Linked DNA regions of Sus scrofa: region 2 is linked to region 1. Evidence: chromatin contacts called from public promoter capture Hi-C data. All regions are on one chromosome and are shown on one strand. The core of a region is the stretch at or near the end of the contact, and the rest is flanking DNA. Distances in the headings are between cores, read along the strand shown.

What was found. Promoter capture Hi-C pulls out the DNA fragments that hold promoters and counts their contacts.
Region 2: a promoter capture Hi-C map of liver shows a contact between it and region 1, with 3 times the contacts expected there. The contact joins the promoter of CA14 here to the promoter of TARS2 in region 1. A contact is called at or near these places in 1 of 5 promoter capture datasets (liver), 1 of 47 Hi-C or Micro-C datasets (liver) and 1 of 2 datasets of contacts at active chromatin or transcription factors (alveolar macrophages).

Annotation. Positions count from the first base shown.
Region 1 is chr4:98,633,716-98,637,241 of Sscrofa11.1, forward strand. TARS2 (threonine--tRNA ligase, mitochondrial) reads right to left here and starts at 1,603. Exons shown (of 18, transcript XM_003355197.4): 1 at 1,465-1,603; 2 at 942-1,138; 3 at 509-632. The coding sequence starts at 1,530.
Region 2 is chr4:98,826,994-98,830,519 of Sscrofa11.1, forward strand. CA14 (carbonic anhydrase 14) reads right to left here and starts at 1,941. Exons shown (of 9, transcript XR_002343445.1): 1 at 796-1,941.

The sequences.
Region 1 (3,526 bases), core at 353-2,852:
CCTCTCCCTTTCACTAACACAAATAATCACTGCTTAACAGACCCAGGCTAACTAAAAACTTTCATCCTAGGTTTCCAGCTTAGCCAGGAGTCAAGACAAGCAATATGGAGTTCCCGTCATGGCTCAGTGGTTAACAAACCCAACTAGTATCCATGAGGACACGGGTTCAATCCTTGGCCTTGCTCAGCGGGTTAAGGATCTGGTTTGCCATGAGCTGTGATGTAGGTCGCAGGTGCAGCTCAGATCCAGTGTTGCTGTGGCTGTGGCGTAGGCTGGCTGCTACAGCTCCGATTTGACCCCTAGCCTGGGAACCACCATATGCCTCCAGCGCAGCCCTAAAAAGACAAAAAAAAAAAAAAAAAAAAAAAATCAAAAAAGATAAGCAGTCCATGGTAGGCCTCCCTCTCAACTGAAAATGGAGAAACTGAGGCAAAAAAAAAAAAATGCTAGAAATTCCCACTTAAACATCTCTTAGCAGCCCCTATATCCCAATAAGGAAGAAACGTACTGCTTTCCCCTCTGCAGAATCGAATGTCAGAAATCTGAGGTCAGAATCTTTTTCCAAGGGCCGTTCCAGATCATAAGGTTCTCCATTCACTACAGCAGCTACTGCAGTATCTGCCAGTTTTGAACTTCAACAGTGGGGGTGAGGATAAAAAAAGACAAGGTTACAAGCTACAGAGGAAGACAGGAACTAATCCTTAGCAACTCTAAACTTGCGAAGGGGAAATGTATTACCAGAACACTGGAATCTTTTCTTTTTTTTTCCCCTCAATGCATAATAGAGAAAGGTCAGAGACCATAAAACTAATGCAGATAAAAAGGAATATGCAGGAAAGGCTATCTTGATGGGGATGGAATAAACATGCAGAGTTCTTTCCCTGCTCAAGTAAACAAAGTACAGAGGTAGGTTTACCCGGTAGGTATAGAAGGCCTGGTACCTGATCTGCTGAGCTAGTTGGTAAGGGGTTGTGTTCCATGCCACAGCATCCACTTTCCTGCCTCCAGGAAGCGATACCTTAATAGCCCGGTGTTCCTTCTGCGCCATGCTTGCTAACTTCTTTACCTGGGCGGTCCATAGCTCCTCAAAAAAGCCAAGCCGCTCTACCAACCAGTGTGGAGGAGTGGGCACAGCTGCCTGGAGGAAAAGATGTTAGGAGGTAACACAGGTCCCAAAATTCCTTATTGAGCTTGGGGGTAGTGGGAAGTGAGAACATTTAAGTGGCCATGATCTTAAATCCCAGTCTTTAAAAAAAGAATGGGAGGTATAAGGCCCTAGGCTGGGAGTGCTACATTCCCCAGACGGCTACCCTAGGAAAAAGATGGCGTACCTAAGGGCTACGGTAGCCGGGTCCCGAACGTAGGGCGGGAGTAGGGGGTGTCAGATGGGGTTGAGAGCCTATACTTTGGGCTTCAGCTGCGCTAGGTCCGATGTGTTTCGGAACTTTTGGGTACCTCACGCACCGTGTGCAGCCCGCAGGCTTGTAACCCTGGGAGCCGAAGTCGCCGCCACCTCCGATACAGCCCCATGTTCCTTCAGACCCGTCACACAGCCTCAAATAAATGATCGCTCCTTCTCTTTTGTCGGATTCTTCATTGGCTGCTGGCCCAACAATACCCATGCCTATTGGTTGTTATAGCTGTCACTCCAGTCTGGCCCCACCTCCAGGAACTCCGAAGCGGTATACCCCACACAGCACAAGCAGCGGTGTGGGTGGTTCCGGGTGACCGGAAGACCTAAGCTGATGCACACAGGGAATTCCAGTACCTGCAGAGTTTCAGACCAAAGTAGCAGTAAGATATGCTGCGGCTTTAAGGACAGAAGCAGGGAAACTTAGAGAGTGGGAGAAAAACGGACCAGAAGGGGTTGTTATTTCCTTTTAACTCTAAGTTTTCTTTTACACAGGCTTCACCGGGATGTGAAGTGAAGGAAACAGGTAAGAGCATAAATCTGGAATGAGACAGACCTGGTATAAATCCTGGATCACTGCGTAATTTGGGGTAAATTAATTCCTTTTAAACTTCAATTTTCTCATCTGTAAAATGAGAATAATAATATCATTCTGGTAGTTCTCATGTGGCTTAACGAGTTAAGGATCCGGCAGTGGCCCGGGTTGGATCCCTGGTCTGGTAACTTCCACATGCCTCCGTGTGCAGCCAAAACAAACAAAACAAACAAACAAAAAACCCTTAACTGTTGAGGTTAATTTTATGTAAATCGTCTAATATACTGCATGGTCCACAGTAATCGGCAACAATAGCAACAATCCATGAGAAAAAATGAATACAACATATAACAGCTTTGAGGCTGGAGCAAAACAAAGACTTTAAGGCTGGAGCAAAACAAAAGCAGAGGGCACTCCTTGGAGTCCCTTCATACTCGGTGCTTAAAGAAGGACCTCTGAGACCTCTTAGACCGTACACATGAGGAATTTAAGATCAGAGAAGGTAAGTGATTTAAGATCAAACAGTAAGCACTGACGCTGGATTCTCAATCCAAGTCTTCTATTCTTCTACCACACCAGACTCTCTCTAGTAAGAATTTTATCCCCAATATAATTCCCCCACCACTTAAGAAAAAAAGTTCCTGACCCTAGAATCTTAGCTCTCTGCTTTCTACACAGGACCTTTGCCTCTCATTCCCATCCAAGCTCTCAACTTCCTTTATCCCTTCTCTCCCCTCTCCCTATATCTAGAACATAAGACTAGATATATTTGATTTGTTTTACACAGTGAAAAATGAAACACAGGAGTTCCTGCTGTGGCACAGCGAGGTAGGAATCCAACTGTAGCCACCTCAGGTGGCTGCAAAGACTCGGGTTCCATCCCCTGCCAGAGCAGTGGATTAAGGATCCGCCATTGCCACTGACGTGGCATAAGTCACAGCTGTGGCTGGGATTCAATCCCTAGCCTGGGAACTTCCATATGCCATGAATGTGGCCATAAATTAAAGGAGAAGGAAAGAAAGAAAGAAAAAGAAAAGAAAAATGACCAGATTTGTAGTAAAGTTTGAGGGAAATGCACTTGGGGACAGCTGTGAGGTTCTTGGTAATTCCCATTAGTCCCCTCACCTGGGGGTGGGGATGGTTGGTTCTCATGTTTCCAATGGTGATGGAATCAAGGATTGTGGAGGAAGAGCTTTCAGAGAAAGATGTTTAATCTAAGTTTCCAGAGGTTCTGTTCTGCGGGAGGCAGCTGTTGATCTTAGTCACAGGCACCACTCTGCATCTTGGCTCCATATTCTGGCATGTTAGACACCCTGAAATACAAAAAGAAATAGACAAGAGTGTGGAGGAGGAAGTTTACCTGTGTGTGTGTGTTTGGGAGAAGGTAGGTAGAATTTTTAAATGGCATTCAGAAAATGTGACAACAGGCAGAACTTTTCCCATGGCTCTGCACCAAAAGGGACAGGGGAGCTGTTACACTGCAGGCAACAAAATGGTAGATGCTCAATAAAGTTATTAAATTAAAAATGTACCAATCACTGTATTGACTTGAAACTCCAAAGGATACATATACTGACATA
Region 2 (3,526 bases), core at 691-3,190, 190 kb after region 1:
TCCTTGGCTAGGTGCCCCCCTCCACCATCCTCTTTGCATTCCCCTTCTGCCTTCTAGACACCCCCTCACCCTATTCTTCCAACAGATCTTAATGACACATCTGCTATGTGCCGGATACTGTGATAGGCCGGGGGATCACAAAGATGAGGGGTGAGGGTCCTGGGGATGCTCCTGGAGCCCTTCAGCTTATGCCCCCAAGAGTTCCCCCTCCTCTTCTGGGAGCGCCTGAAAGTTCTTTGTAAATTGGAAAGGGCCCCGCACTACTGACTGTTACTGCTTTCGAGAAAAATGCGAAAATTGTCATCCTATAGAATCAAGAGGGGACTTGTGCCATGAGGTTCAGAGTCAGGGATCAGGGTGTGAGTCAGGCGGGAGGTACAGGCGTATTCCCCACTCCCCTGCCGCCCACCGCAGTCCTCTATCCTTTCCCTCCGGGCCTCTTTGGCTCCCTAATTGGATGAGTTTGTAAATAAAGAAGGCCAGGAGGGTTGCCTGAGAGTAGGGCAGTGGGGGAAAGAGCTCTGGAGAGACCGTAGCCCGTAAAGCCATTCTCCAGCACGTGTACACATCCTGTCCCCCGGCCAGCTCTCCTCTGGCCCCACAAACGGCAAGGCTGGAAAGGTGAAGGGAAAAGAAGGAAAGTGGTCCTCAGCCCACTCCTCTTTTTTCTCCCTCCAAGTCTGAGCCTATTAATCTAGCCCCCAGGCTACCTTGTACACTCCTCCTTCTCCATTAAGCATGCAATGGCAACATGTGTGCATCAGCACAGACAGACACACATCCAGATGTACCTACCGTCTTCTGCAGCCAGGATCCACATCACCTTTAGCAGGAGGATGAAGACCAACATGGTATTTCCGGAGGGAGCACAAGGTACTAGGAGTTTGGAGACCAGAGGACTAGGGTAGGGAGAGGGCTGGGAGGTGAGAGAGAGAGGGAAAGAGAGAGAGAGAGAAGAGGAGTTTCCTGAGGCTGAGTGTATTTATCTCTGTTTCTCGTGCTGTCTTTGTGTCTCTGCAGGCTTCCAGGGGATTTGGTTTTCAGTGGGGGACCGTGAGTTTCTGGGTGTCCAGGACAAATCTTTTGCTGCCCTCTTTCTTTTTTATCTCCTTCTGCAGTCTTCACTCCACTTGCTGGCCAGCAACTTCACAACTGCCTCCTGCTTTTAAGGTGGCTCTGGACGGGTGTACGTGGGGAGGGGGGGTTGACTGGGTTGCTGGCGAACAACTCCTTAAATAGCCCATTAAGCATGCAGGATGGCCCAGCTCAGAGCGGAGCGCACGCGGCGGGTTTCACAGGAGCCCTGGCCCTGGCTCAGGAGCCCAGCTGGGGTGAGCTCTTCCTTCCTTTGCTATTCACACAGACACTGTTCAGAAGGGTGTCCCCTGGAGTGGGTGGAGGCAGGAAAGGAGGGCTCGGGGGTCCAGTCCCTGGGGGTCTCATCCAGCCCCCTTGGGGGACCCTGGGTTCTCATTCTCCATCTGGCTTTTTCCCTGGGAGGATCTGCTTCCAATCCGCTGCAGAATGTGAGCTGCCCAGGAAGAGTCCAGAGTCAGGACCGAGGTAACCAGAAGGAGTTGGGAGACTCAGGGTGCGGGTGGAGGGGAAGAAGTCAAGGACTGAAATCTGGATTGTGGAAAATAAGGAAGAGAAGTGAGGCGAAGAGAACTTGTTTGGAGAGATCTCTTTCTTCTGCGCCTGTCACCACCCCCTTCCCACGGTGAGGCCTGGGTCCACGTGCCTGTGCGGCCTGGGTGGGGGGTGGTTTTGTTTGCTGGATAAAGCCCATTTGTGTGCCCAGCGGGGGGAAGGGCTGCAGCAGCACCATGGAGAGACAGCGGCTCCAACTGCCAGACCCAACCACCTCCCTCCCCAGGGAGCCCAGATCTAGGGCGGCTTTTGTCACTGAAGAGGACACTGACCCCTGGCAGGGTGGCCAGGACAGGAGGAGAGGCAGGGAGACCTTAGAAACAATCACAACCACCATCAAAAAAAAAAAAAAAAAAAAAAAAAAAAAGGCGGACTCCAGAGAAAAAGAGGGGAGGGAGCAGAGAGAGACCATGTGATCATGTGATCCAGTTGGAGTGGAAGAGGGAGAGGGGCCCAGGGTCTTTCCTCCTGCCCAACAAAGGGCTGAGGCAGGACTTTGGGGACTGGGTGAAACCTGCCACCAAAAAGCTGGGTGAGTGGAGCATAGAGGCTGCCGAGTCTCAGGAATGTGGGCTGGTGCTTGTTCCCCCACAGGACTGGAAATCCCGACTGGAATGCACATCCTAAATCCCTCATTATGGAATGTGAAGCCCACAGATAACTCCTGGCCAGACACTGAAACCCCTTCACCGGAGTCACAGCCAGGAGAATGCACCCTTTTGAGCTCCCTCTGCCCTCCTTGCTCCTGCCAAGTAGTAATCCCTAGCCAAAACAAGAGGAGCAGAAGCTAAACTAGGAAGCGGGATAAAAGACACGTGAACAGAATAACGCATATGCGAGGTCATCAGCCCTTGCGGAGGCAGGAGCCCGCCATGCTTTTCTGTCCATTGTGGTTGATCTGCAAAGCAAAGCCATTTTGCAGATGTCATTCCTTTTTAATTCTCTCATTACCCTCCAAATTAATTTTCCCTTATGGATAAATTTTATGTTTTGAAGTTCTCCCAAAGTGCCACTCATCCCATCTAAGAAGAATAAAAGGCTTAAAGTGTAAATTAGACTTCCTGGGGATCAGGAGAGTAAACACAGAGGAATAGAAAAAGAAAGAAAGCAGAGACAACTTTCACAAAATAGAAAAGGAGAGGCCCAGGGCCCGGACAGAGTGACCTCTGCCAGGACAAAGTTGTCAGAGCGGCCAGCTGCAGCGCAGCCTCCCAAGGCAGGTAGTGTGTCTTGCCAGGCGCCACCTCCTGGTTGTCTTTAAAATTTCTTTCATTTTTAATGTTTTCGTTCCAAGTATTCACGTGTGATTGATTTCTTCTGGGAAGTGTTTCTCTGCTGGTGGGCTTTAGGATTTTGCTACACAGCTGAAAAATGTTTCACAAAGGTGTCTTAGCCCCAAATCAGCACCTTCTCAGTTCTGAGTTAGCGGCTCCTCCAGGCCCTTGTGCTTCCCAAGTGGACAAAGGCCCTGGTATCTAGGAGAGGAGGCAAACTCCAGGGACTCGCCTTTATTTATATCTTTGGTTCTACTGTGGATATTTCTGTTGTCACCAGGCTGATTTGGAGTAGTGTCAAGAGGACTCTTATAGGTTAAAAAAAAAAAGAGAGAGAGAGACCACCCCCCACCCCCACCTTGGTAGTTGCTACACAAACTCTGGCGCCTTTGTTTCAATTCTTACTTCTCCTGCTCCAGCCCATTCCTTACTCTGGGATTGGCTAAAACACTCCTAAAGCCAACGCGTTCTGCTGCCTTCTGGCGCCATCTCCCGACTTTTCAGATGCAGTTAAACATGAACAAGTCAGAGAATCAAAGGTGTCCAAGTGGGTTGACTTTTTGGTTTGTTTTTCCTTAAAAGGTCCTTTTTAAAAAAGGTTT